Regions from separate parts of the Lactuca sativa genome. Here region 1 is linked to region 2. The links are chromatin contacts, called in public Hi-C maps. All regions are on one chromosome and are shown on one strand. The core of a region is the stretch at or near the end of the contact, and the rest is flanking DNA. Distances in the headings are between cores, read along the strand shown.

The links. Hi-C and Micro-C count contacts between places; a contact is called where the count stands out from the background.
Region 1: a contact with region 2 is called in a Hi-C map of leaf, with 6 times the contacts expected there. The contact joins the promoter of LOC111885454 here to the promoter of LOC111885451 in region 2. A contact is called at or near these places in 3 of 4 Hi-C or Micro-C datasets (bud and leaf).

Annotation. Positions count from the first base shown.
Region 1 is chr5:171,417,864-171,424,336 of Lsat_Salinas_v11, forward strand. It overlaps LOC111885454 (magnesium transporter MRS2-I), which reads left to right and starts at 1,875. Exons shown (of 11, transcript XM_023881708.2): 1 at 1,875-2,429; 2 at 3,021-3,050; 3 at 3,141-3,273; 4 at 3,372-3,493; 5 at 4,111-4,185; 6 at 4,411-4,641; 7 at 4,720-4,764; 8 at 5,325-5,369; 9 at 5,444-5,473; 10 at 5,610-5,729; 11 at 5,944-6,311. The coding sequence starts at 2,157. The coding sequence ends at 6,030.
Region 2 is chr5:171,230,580-171,237,537 of Lsat_Salinas_v11, forward strand. LOC111885451 (protein transport protein SEC23) reads left to right here and starts at 5,320. Exons shown (of 2, transcript XM_023881705.3): 1 at 5,320-6,193; 2 at 6,765-6,958. The coding sequence starts at 5,471.

The DNA of each region.
Region 1 (6,473 bases), core at 625-3,124, 180 kb after region 2:
TTTTAAGTAAGATTCCATCTTTTTTATAGTTCAGTTTTACATCTTGTCAAATAATAGGAGGTTCATATTTTTTTTATCGGCGAACCTTGTAATAAATTTCCATCATATAACTTTTTAAGCAATTAATAGAAAAAATAGCATATTTCTATTTTTAATTTTGGCAAAAAATTTGTGTAGAATTGAAGAAAATAAAGTAATATTTTGGGTATAAAGAAAAACAATTATTTTAACAAATAAAGGCAAACGAATTTATTCGTGAATAGGATGGGCGTTACTTCAAATTTCGTCCAATCGTTTGCGCATTTTCCCAAAAAGGAAATTTAGAGAAAAGAAAGAATATTAAAAGCAAAAGACAACAAAATTGTATCTATATTTGAAAAATATTAACTTAATATTAAATATATTTGGATAATAATAAAATACGTATAATTGTATAAATCCAATTAATTTCTTGAGTCTACTGAATTTTCTATATAATGTTTATTTAAAATAATTTATCATGCGTATCACATATCAAGATTAATTGGAGATTAATTGTTAGGCTAGCATTTCGGATAATGATTACTAGTATTAAAAATATTATTTTTGGTGAAAAACTATTTGAAAAGAAAAATTATCTGTTTTGGACAATAAAATAAAAATGTTAATGGAATGCTTAAAAAATAGAAGAATCAATTACTTTGGCCTTTATAGTATTGTTCATATTTTCTTTTTATTACACATACAGTCCCTAAATTAAAAATACTTAAACCAAGCATTACATCTACATGATCATTTAAAAAAACAATAATTCCTTTTTTTTTTTTTTTTTTTTAAATAAAACAATAATTGATTTGATAATCTTCCTTGGATGTTTTTGGAAACATTTGGCAGAAAATTTGGTACTTTTCTAAGGAAGTGGTTAACCAATTCCTTTTTGGTGTTTTTTATGCCTTTTAGTCGCTTTTTAAAGTAACTTTGAAAATATTCCCTGTAATATATTATGATTGTCTAATTTAGTCCAATGATTTTAGTTTTTGCATTTTTCTGTCTTGTTGTATAAAGGACTTAAAAGAATAGTCCATCTTGTTATAAACATAACCACACAATTGTAACGAAGATACATATTTTGAATGTTTAAATTAAAATAATAAATAAAACTTTGTCCCTAAAAGTAAACTTCATACTAAATTTATAATGTTGGTGGATGTTTGATAGTGAATTGTTTGGTTAGACTGATTTAGATAAGGTTTAATCGATGTTGATCAATGTTATAAGACTAAATTGGAGACTTCTATTTGCTATATCAAACGATCTAAATTTGACTAAATCAGACATAACATTTTACCAGACCCGATAAAAAAACATATCGAACAACCCATAAAACAACCCTACCAAATCCCTCTTTTGCTGAATTAACCTTTCTATTATTGATTTTTTTAATTATTATTTTGATGAAAAACCTCACTTTGGTGCCATTTTAACATAAAACAAGTCGTCATAAGTCCAAAATTACAAAAAAGAAAAATGGGAAAAATATAATAGAGAAAACAAAAAAGCTAAGCTAGTGTATCGAAAATTACGGTTATGCCCTTACACATTGTAACAAAAATGGGTCAATAGAGTGGAGATGTTCACGATTTTGCTAAATTATCTTCAATTACTTTGTAACAAAAAGGGGTCAACATAGTTGGAGATGAGGACGATTTTGCTAACTAATTTTCAGACTTGAGTGATAGGAAACAAATAAACAACAGAAAGTTAAGGGTAGTTTCGTAATTTTATTAAATAGAGAAAATGAGAAATTTACAATTCAGTCCAAAGTCTTTGAAAAATGGATGCTTGAAGAGTAATAAATGATTATTTAATGCTGAAAAAAAAACAATAAAAAAAGAAAAGGGATCTCAGAAGCATGTCAGCATATTTAGGGGGAGGCATGAAATCTGAGACTTCTGTTCTCTAATCAACCAAATTTTTCGAAAAAATGTGATCTCTCTCGATCTTTTTTTGTTTGTTTAGAAACCCTAATTTGTTTGCTAAATTGATTAGGGTTTTGTTTTTACGCGCATATATTTGTTCCAACAGTGGTGTGGTGAGAGGTTCATGCAAACAATACAACACCGTTTCCAGGAATTTGTAAAAAAATCAGTGTTTAATTTTGGGGATGATTGTTAGAGATGACTCGAGACGTGTTAGTGGTGCAGCCGGAGACCGAAACGACGTCGGGAGATGGTGGCGTTGGTATGCTGGTGAAGAAGAAGGGGACAGCGAGTGCCAGGAGTTGGATATCGATCGATTCTGACGTGAATGAAACGATTATGGATATCGATAAGTACGCAATCATGCACAGAGTTCAGATTCATGCTCGTGATCTTCGGATTCTTGATCCTCTTCTATCTTATCCTTCAACAATTTTAGGCCGTGAAAGGGCAATCGTTCTCAACTTGGAAGTGAGTTCATCATTACTATCATTACTATTTTGATTCATGTTATCTTCCTTTATTGTTTTTTAATCCAGAGTATCTATAAATTAATAATGATTTTTGTTATCTTCCATAGAATAGTTTCAATTTCAATAAATATATCAACCGTGTAAGTATTCAGAGATTTTTGTCATCATGCCAGAGTTTCTGGAAAATTATACATGCTATAATTTGGTTTTGAAATTTGTCTTATTGCATGGCATCATATAACATGAATTTGTAGTCAAGCACATCTTCAAACTATCTTTTCGATGTTAAACCTCACTTTCTAATATTTTTGACTCAAAAATTCAGTTTAATTTTTGTCTTTAAACACTATTTTTGTATATAGAGTTCTTTAGTTATAGTGCTTCCTTCTATTCTAATTAATAGATACATCAAAAATTTCACCAAATAGTTAAACCTATGCCTTAAACAACCACAAAGCAAATTGTCATAAAACAGAATACATGTTCTGTTTTGTATGTAGTGCTATAAACAGGAATCCATCATCAAGATTTCATCAAAGCAAATTGGTTTATCTACTAATATTTCTGTCGATTTGTTGGTTTTTGGCAGCATATCAAGGCTATTATCACTGCTGAAGAGGTTTGGATTTCTTTCCTTTTTCCCCTTATTATATCCCTTTCAAATCTTCTATCCAAATTTCTTCTTACATGCATTTGGAACTTTGAACAGGTGTTGCTTCGAGATCCTTCAGATGATAATGTAATACCAGTTGTTGAGGAACTAAGAAGGAGATTACCTGTCCTAAATGCCCATCATGGAGAACTGAATGGACAGCATGATGTTGAAACTGGTGAAGAAGATGGTATGATATTAAGTCCCAAAAGGGACCTTATTGTCTTTTTGCATTATCTTGTGTTTTGAAAGAAATGGATTTCATTTGTTTCTTTAATATAAATGCAGAATCTCCATTTGAATTCAGAGCACTAGAGGTTTTTCTAGAGGCCATTTGCAGCTTTCATGCTGCTCGTACTACAGAGTTAGAAACTGATGCTTATCCAGCCTTAGATGAGCTTACATCAAAGGTATCTTTTGGCTTATAAACAAGAAATACCAATGAACTTTCATTTTTTTTTCCTATAACAATATTATACTTAAAAAAAATCTATCAAGTTGTTGCAATGTCATGCATACACATCAACTTTCATTGTTATAATTGGATAAATTTTTTCATTTTCCAAAATATAATGTCTTAATAGGGAAAAGTTGAAAAAAAATTGAAAGAATGATGTTGTAATACAAAGGGTATAATATACAAATACATGAAAGTACATTGCTATTCTTGTATTTTGCCTTTAAATTTTTTAGTATATGAAGAAAATACTTATGTAAACAATTTTATACAAGAGGGTGATCCTTGAGTTATAACTAGGGTTAAATGCACATAATAGCAATGTATTTGGGGTCAATTGTCATATTAGTTAAATCTACTTCTTTCTTTTTTTTTTTTTTTTTTTTTTTTTTTTTAATGCAAAACAACAATGCCACTTTTTATTAAATAAATCATGAAATGAATTATAATGTCAAATTTGACTCTATATTGTTAACTATATGCCCAATTTCCATTGAATTCGAAATATATATATATTTTTTTATTTTCGTATTTTATGTAATTGTTTTATGATTTTTTATTAATTGGCAGATTAGTAGCCGTAACTTGGATCGTGTTCGTAAACTAAAAAGTGCAATGACAAGGTTGACTGCTCGTGTTCAAAAGGTATATATACATATACATGATGTTTGAAGGGCATTTATGTCTTTTTACACAGAGAAGACATTGTTTTGTTCCACCTGACAAAAAGCTGCAACTTTTGTCTTATTGACATGAATTCCAATCCTGGTCCATTACATCCCAAACACAGGCTGTATTGTTCTGTTCTGTCATGTCATGTCATGTCATGTCATGTCATGTCCTGTTCTGACTATATGTGGTTTATTGCAGGTGAGAGATGAACTTGAGCGACTTTTGGACGATGATGATGACATGGCGGATCTGTACTTATCGAGGAAATTATCCTCCGCATCACCAGTGAGTGATTCAGGTGGAGGTGCAGCTGGTTGGTTTCATGGATCGCCAACCATTGGTTCAAAGATATCTAGGGCTAGCAGGGCGAGTGTGATGACTGTTCATGGAGATGAAAATGATGTTGAGGAGCTCGAGATGCTTCTAGAGGTTTCAATTTTTACATCTTTTTTATTTATTTATTTCATTTTATGTTTATATTGGTTTTGTTTTTTCGATTTCTTTCAGGCATACTTTATGCAGATTGATGGAACTTTGAACAAGTTAATGAGTGTGAGTCATGTTAATTCTTTACTTTTTTTGTTCTATCGATTTTTAGCCAATTAATTATTTTCTGTTACCCTTAAAAACCATCTTTTCTATCTGTTTTGGAAAACAAAAAGCAAAATGTAGGTTCTATTTGGGTTAAATGCAAGAAAGAGCAATGTAGTTTTTTTATATGTGTCCGTATTATAGCATGCTACTTTTATTTTGTATTTTCAAGGTTTTTTCTTATTAAGGCATTGTTACTTTGGAAAATCTACCCAATTATAAGCATTGTACTTTTATTTATTTTTATTATAAAAGTGAAAATTGCTTTGTATCTAGATGGCTTTGCAAGAATTTTGTATGTTTTTCAAACTACAATGCTATAATAGGAAGAAATGTAATAAACAAATTAAAAAAAGATGTGTTCTTAATAAAACTATTTGTGATTTTGACTAATTTTGATCCATAAAATTTCATGGTTCATGGATAGGTGTTTTAGATATTGTATAATTGTTGCCACTTTTGTTTAAACAACCAGACATTATTATTATTATTATTAACTCCGTGACAAATAAAATCTGCAGTTGCGTGAATATATTGATGATACGGAAGATTACATCAACATTCAGGTATGCAAAAAGCAATAAATTTTTAATTTCTTCAATTAATTTACAATTAATTTATGAAATTGTTTGTACTGCAGCTTGATAATCATAGAAATCAGCTAATTCAGGTAAATTATATTTTTTGTCCCATAATATTTTCTTTTGGTCAGCACTTTTTACATAGGACTGGATACACTTTTTTTTTTTTTTTTTTTTTTTTTTTTTTTTTTTTAATCTAGTTTTTGATTGTATTTATGATTGCAGTTGGAGCTGTTTTTAAGTTCAGGAACTTTATGTATGTCAATCTATGCATTGGTGACTGGAATATTTGGCATGAATATACCTTACACATGGAATGATGATCATGGCTACATGTTCAAATGGGTGCGTGTAGAAATTTAAATTCAATATTTCGTATTTGGCATCAATATATCTGAAAAAAAAGTTATTTTTCCAACAACCTTTAAGCTGGAAGAATAAACATTGGGCCCACTAGGTACCCGGCATGCAGGCTAGCTCAGGGTTTGCTGGAAGAATAACTTTTTTGCAGAAAAGACAAAAAAAATTTATTTATTTATTTTTTTATGGATGTTGATAGGTGGTGATTCTTTCGGGTGTATTCTCTGCGGTTCTTTTTCTATTGATTGTTTCGTATGCTCGTTTAAAAGGGCTCGTTGGATCTTGAAAATTTGAGGAAATCGAGGTTGGCCGTCTTATGGATATGGATACTGATTTCTAACTCATGCACATGTTTTTTTTTTTTTTTTTCTTTTTTTTTTCTTTTTTTGGGTATGGAAGTACTAATACTTGGGTACAGATTCGGGTTGATAGTCTTTTGATTTTTATTTTTGTTCTCCTTTTTTTCAAGAAGAATAAAGGAGAAACATTACAAACTTTTGAGGTTGAATATAATGCTTATTGTAACTGGGGATGGTATAATTGTTGAAATAAAATATCATTAGTGAACATCTCGTATGAAACCGATAGAGTAGCGTACTGAAAACATATAATTTATTTTTTAATTTTATAATTTGATTTCCAATTGGTTTCTTTGAAATTGATGAATATCTTATTGGAGAGAAATTCTGTACTGAAGCAATGCTGTTGTAGTTGTACTCTTTGTCCCAC
Region 2 (6,958 bases), core at 4,070-6,569:
ATTGGATTGACATGCAGTTTTTTCTATAGTGTAGTTTAGAGTTTGTATATGATTTTAGACTATAATTTTGTCAATTTTGGTTTCATATTCAATGACTTACAGTCTCCCGAAGTTGGAATATCATACGAAAATTTCAACACATTAAGTAATACGTAATTACCAAAAAATTCCGGTTTTTTCTGGTTTTCTGGTTCTAAACTCACTTTATCTGGTTCCAACCTATACACTTTGATGTTTCTGGATTTTTCAGTTCTAGACCCACTTTATCCAGTACCGTATCCAGAACCGAACCAGAACCGATATCTACCGGTATGGTTTCCGGTTCCAGGTCCATCCGATCCGAGTTTTGACCCACTTTCATCCTTAGTTTCTATCATCTTACCTCCCCTCTTACCCATTCTTATGGGAATAAGTTGGTAGTCTACGTAAAAATCAAATGTTCATTTATATTTTACATCTTAGTTTTATTTTATATCTAATCGGTTAAATCATAATCTTTTTTTTTTCTTTTGAATAATCAAAATCCACTAAAACGTATACAATCTTTTAGTATCAATGTCATTTTCTCTAACTAAATAAGTTGTAATCATAATAAAACTGTTTTTTTAATAATATTTGCAAATTAATTGTTTATAAAGTTAAAAAAGTAAAATATATGCAAGTCTAACTTATTCCGACTTAACATTTATTGAAAAATATTCGTTTTTAACCTAGAACCCCACTAATCCATCTAATTGCCACATTTGATAATACGATTGATATATTTATATATATGTAATAAAACAACCGATAAATATCTTTGTTCATCTATACGATTAAAAATGCAAACCATTTATTTGTGTTAGAAAGTATAAATTCTCATCATACGGTGTATTTTTTAAGGCTAAGTTTTGACGTCCATGTTAACCAACTATTTATCTTTTTGTGTGCACCGTTCCCATGGTGTGTGATGTCTTTGTGGAGTGGTGACAGATGTTGCCCTTGAGGCCTTAATATCCAACGATACCGTTTAATATATCAATTTTTTTTTTCCAAAATAAACTCTGTAACATACCAAACATCTACCATTTCTATTTCACACTTCATCCAACTTTCTCTCTTAAGCCCTACCAATTTCTCACAAATGGAACCAAACTAAACCACCCCACCATCAAATAAAAATTGCTTCACATCTTTAACAGCACCAAGATTCGATAATTCCTTCATGCTAAATAACTCATCACCATCATTTTATCACTAAGTTATATGCATCTCGTCCATTCACCTCAACTTAGTTTTACCAACTTGTTCAATTCACCTAAATAATTTATCTAAAATGCAACATTTCCAAACCCCACCCCTATGCATTATTTCCAACTTGAATGTCCCTGATATACAACCTAAATAAGTTTCTGAAACACAAACCGAACCACCACAAATTTAAGAGCTCTAAAAATACAAAGAAACAACATGAGAAATTAATGAAAAGGGGAAAGCGGAATTGTGTCGTGCAGAGTCAACATTTTCTTAGGATAGTGTTGGATCATGTTGTTGATTTCGATATATCGAAATACATAAGCAACAAAAGCAATTTAGCATAACATTATGATTGAACCATAGATCATTGTTCAATAACAAATGCCAACTAACTATCTACAAGGGGGTTTATGAAGAATACATTTATGATGTCAAGAAGATGAATGATCTAAAATAGAATCTCTCTAATATAATCACACCCCTTGACTATAAACAAGCAAGACCTTCAAGTCATTTTTCCTTTGGTGGTGAAGCAAAAACAAAACCAACACTAATAGAGGGTTTTTGTGCTATCAAATAGAGATATGAGAGGGAGAAGAGGTGGATAATGAATTTATTAGGGTTTTTCTTGCACGGAGACTCCTTTTGGTCTTGCCTCAACACGAATAGCCTTTCTTAGCTTTTAAAATTTGATCGGTAACATTAGCATTATACAAACCTTTTAGTTATTATTGCATAATTAGTCTTCTTAATTAATTTCTAGTTATTTCTTTGATGAATCAATAAATAAAAAATTAATTCCACATGATTAATTAGTAATTAACTTCTAGTTAATTTGTAGGGGTGAGCATAGGTTAGTTTTGGGGCAAAACTGAACTGTTAATTTCGGTTTTTAGTTTTTAGAACCCATTGGGTTCAGTTTCTTGGTTTATTGGGTTTTCGGGTTCAACCCATAGGTTTATGGTTTTGGGGTTTAAACCCGTGAGTTTTGGGTTTAACCCATTTCCCAGCAAATGTAAACAAAATAAATTAGGTCCATTTTCTAATATTCCAACCATTTAGAACCAATCGAAAACAACACAAACCAATTTAATAATTCAAGGAAGTATTAAAACTACTAAGTTTATATGTTTACAACCAAAAAATGAACACACCATCAAATTAAAACAACAACATTCCATTACAATCAAACATGAAAACACCATAAAAATACCAATCTTCAATCTTTACTTACTAAGTTAGGTTCCATATTTTGTTTTTTTCTTTTAATTTTTTAAAGTACATATTAAATATAAAATAATTAGAATTATATATTATGGGTCGGTTTCGGGTTTGGGTCGATTTCATAACCAAAAATCGAAACCGAAGATGATTTTTCATCTTGTGAAGTCTAATCACTAGTTTTGGTTTGGTTTTTGTTTCTACGGTTTCATCAATTTTCATCGGTTTACGGTATTTGGGCTTGGTTTTACTCACCTCTAGTTATTTGACAAATAAAATATTAATTAATTAATTTAATTATATTTTATTCTAGTTGAGCCACCTTTGTAGCCCAAATAGGGTCATGCAATTAATCATCATTTAATTAGCATGTTATGTCGACAGACATACCTCCAATAGATATAGATAGCTCGATCAAGAATGCTAAAACATGTGTTTTTAAGGCATTTTATGGCCCAATTCTATAACCCAATGGGTTACAAATACTAGATTGATGATCGGTATTTTTATGTTCAGTGAATTGAAACAGAATATCAACAATTTTAACAATATTTACAACTTAGTAACGCAAACAAAGTAGTGTCAACGACATGAACATTTACAAATGACACTCGAGTAGTATCATATTAAAAAGTTTGGGAAGTCGTTTAGCCACCACAAAGGTTGGTATATAATATGAAATTGTAGACCAGGGCTCTATCGATGTTGGATGAAAAACATGAGGCTTTAAAAGGTCAAAGCCATCTAAATCCAAAGATTACACACACAACATCGGACACATGTTTTCATATCAAACTTAATGACAAAGACGACGACCTCACATCAAAACAACCTCCACCCCAATTTGAAGGGATAAAATAAAAGAGTTGCATCATTTTCTTTTAATAACTTTTCGAAGAATATAAAAATAGGCGAATACTTAATTGTACCGCAAGAAAATATTATGATGCAAAAACCAAAAGGTAGAATTAGAATTCCTTGTAAGGGAGATAGATGATTTGGAAGTCGATGACCTTCGAACGATACTAGATTTGAAAAAAATAACGTTAGAGATAAATATTTGTAATTTTTATATTATTTTTATGGGATATATACAGTAAAGTCCCAATATTTTCATCGATTTGAAAAGAAAGTCCTAAACTTTATTTTTTTGACAGTAAGTCCAAATTACCGGCAGTTTTTGACATTTTTACCCTTTTTCCCCGGTTAACCGGTAATTAGGACTTTTTTGTCAACAAAATAAAGTTTAGGACTTTCTTGTCAAATCGTCAATTAGGACTTTACTGTCAAAAAAATAAACTTTATGACTTTTTTGTCAAATCGTTCAAAATATTGGGACTTTAGTGAATATATAATTTTTTTTGTTAGAAATTTAATGGTATGATACTCTTTAAGCATAAGAGTTATTGAAACCTTCTCTAATCAGCTAGATCCTATTGAAATCCTTTACGTTTGCTTCTTGTTAAATCGTTTTTTTAATCTCAACGAACCGACATTGAAAAAAATTGAGATAATCAAGAAAGAAAGAAAGAAGCAGGGTTGTGTTGGCTTTTTGCAGTCTCAAAAATGGAGAAATAAGAAACCGAAAAAAATGAAATTGCCCTTCTTTCCCTTCTCCACATTCACACCCTTTTGACTAGGCATGTGTTGTTTGTGTTTGTATAAAGCTAAGACAATTTTGTTTTTTTAGGTTTCTAATTTCTCCATTTTTGAGACTGCAAAAAGCCAACACAACCCTGCTTCTTTCTTTCTTTCTTGATTATCTCAATTTTTTTCAATGTCGGTTCGTTGAGATTAAAAAAACGATTTAACAAGAAGCAAACGTAAAGGATTTCAATAGGATCTAGCTGATTAGAGAAGGTTTCAATAACTCTTATGCTTAAAGAGTATCATACCATTAAATTTCTAACCAAAAAAATTATATATACACTAAAGTCCCAATATTTTCAACGATTTGACAAAAAAGTCCTAAACTTTATTTTTTTGACAGTAAAGTCCTAATTGACGATTTGACAAGAAAATCCTAAACTTTATTTTTTTTGGCAAAAAAATCCTAATTACCGGCTAACCGGGAAAAAAAGGTAAAAGTGTCAAAAACTGCCGGTAATTTGGACTTTACTGTCAAAAAAATAAAGTTTAGGACTTTCTTGTCAAATCGATAAAAATATTGGGACTTTACTGTATATATCCCTATTTTTATTCAATAAATAATATTTGTATTAAAAATAATAATTTTTTTTATGGTGTGGTGAGGGCATCCACAATCCATTTGAACTTTATAAAGTTCAATGTATTGTCATATCATACATTAAATATCTATACAACGCCACTCACAATCCATTAAACACCTATTTAATCCTAATCATCATTTTATTATTTCTATTGAACAATTCAATGATCATTTAACTCTTCTATTCAACTCTATCTCATATTATTACCCACATTCCATTCAACTCTTATTCAATCCTAATCATCACCCTATTCAACTCTTATATTACTTTCATTGTGGATGACATGGAACAGTGAGCAATGCATACTTATTCATTCCATGAGTAGTATAACAATCAATTTTGTAGAACAATGATATATATATATATATATATATATATATATATATATATATATATATATATATATATATATATATATATATATATATATATATATATATATATATATATATATATATTTTCCTAGAAAAATTTTATAATTAGTTTTATAACATATATAGGCTAGTAATCCTAATTAAAATGTGTAAAACACTAAAACTACAATGGCTTTTCATATAATCCTAATTAAAATGTGTTAAAATATGATGAAAACTTGAAAACTCTTCAAAAAAAAAAAAAAAAAGGCACGTGACATCACGTGTATCACTTTTCCTCTCCTCGGAATCGTCATCTATGCTGCCCAGTGTTTCCTGAAATAATCATAAACTTGGATGAAACCCTTCGATCCAAGAAAGTAATCTTGATGGCGAACGCAACTCCGACTTAGTTTCAAGCTAATCAAAATGGATTTCGTCGAATTGGAAGCAATCGAAGGCCTACGATGGTCATGGAATTCATGGCCAGTATCAAGAACCGAATCAAACGATCTGGTAATCCCTTTGTCCATAATGCAAACTCCATTGATGAAATTCAACGAACTTCCACTCCTATCCTACGATCCATTGATCTGTTCTCGATGTGGCTCCGTCTTAAACCCGTACGCTCGTGTCGATTACCCTTCTCGAATCTGGATTTGCCCTTTTTGCTATCAGAAGAATTCATTTCCAAGATCGTACGCCGAAATCGGCGAGAACAATATTCCTGCTGAGCTTTTCCCAACTTACAGTACTGTTGAATACCAATTAGGTCACCAGGGTTTGATGACTCCGACCCGGATGAATTCCAATCCGGTTCACAATTGGGGAACTAGTAACGGATCAGGGTTGGCTAAATCGAATTCGTCCTCGTTTTCTTCGTCTTCGTTGTCGAGTTTAGATCAACGAGGGTTAACAGGGAGGGGAATAGGGATTGGGCCGGCGTTTGTTTTTGTCGTGGATGGTAGTTCAAGTGAGGATGAACTTAAAGCACTTAAGAATGAGTTGCTGTTGATTGTTGCACAGCTGCCGGAAAATGCCATGGTAGGGTTGATTGTTTTTGATTCAATGGTGAGGGTGTATGATCTTGGGTTTACTGAGTGTTTACGGGTGGTTGTCTTACATGGTGAACGCAAGCCTTCTTCTAGCCAGGTATTACAAATTCGTTTCTTTTCTGTTCATCTTCATCTTCATCTTGCTGTGAATTATGAGTACATACTCTCGTGTAGCTAGAAACTTCCTGAAAAATGAAAAAAAAATCCACAAATTGATTATATAGTTCTTATTAGGATGCCCAATAATTCTTTAATTTGCAAGTATATCAACCTGTAACTTAGTTCATTATACTGTTGCATTTTTTTTCTTCCTTTTTGATTATTTATTGTTCCCAAAACTTTGAGAAAAGTTTCTTTATAATTCACAATTTTCATGCCATTTCTTTTTGACTTAATGGACTTGATGGGGAGAAAACAAGTTATTACATATTACTCACCAAACCACATGAATATTGATGAGATAGCTTAATGCCTTACATTTTCCTCTCATTAACATAATCAGTAAAAGATTTGAATGCAAGAAGAAGCATATACTTTCATTTCTTCTTATTACAACATTGTACTTGTTAAAATCCACTCCTACTTATAGCAATGTCATCTAAATACAAAGCAATTTACATTCTTACACTTTCTTACACTTTCTAACATTTTATTTTTTTCATTATCAGATCATAGAGTTTCTCGGAATCCATCCCACAAGACAACAACTTGGAAAACCACAAAATACACAAAAACACAATTTCATTTTACCAATTTCCGAATGTGAATTCAACATCACCACCGCCATCGAAGACATCCGCCACTCACCACCACCATCCTCCGGCCACCGCCCTCCCCGGTGTACCGGAGCCGCGATACTAGT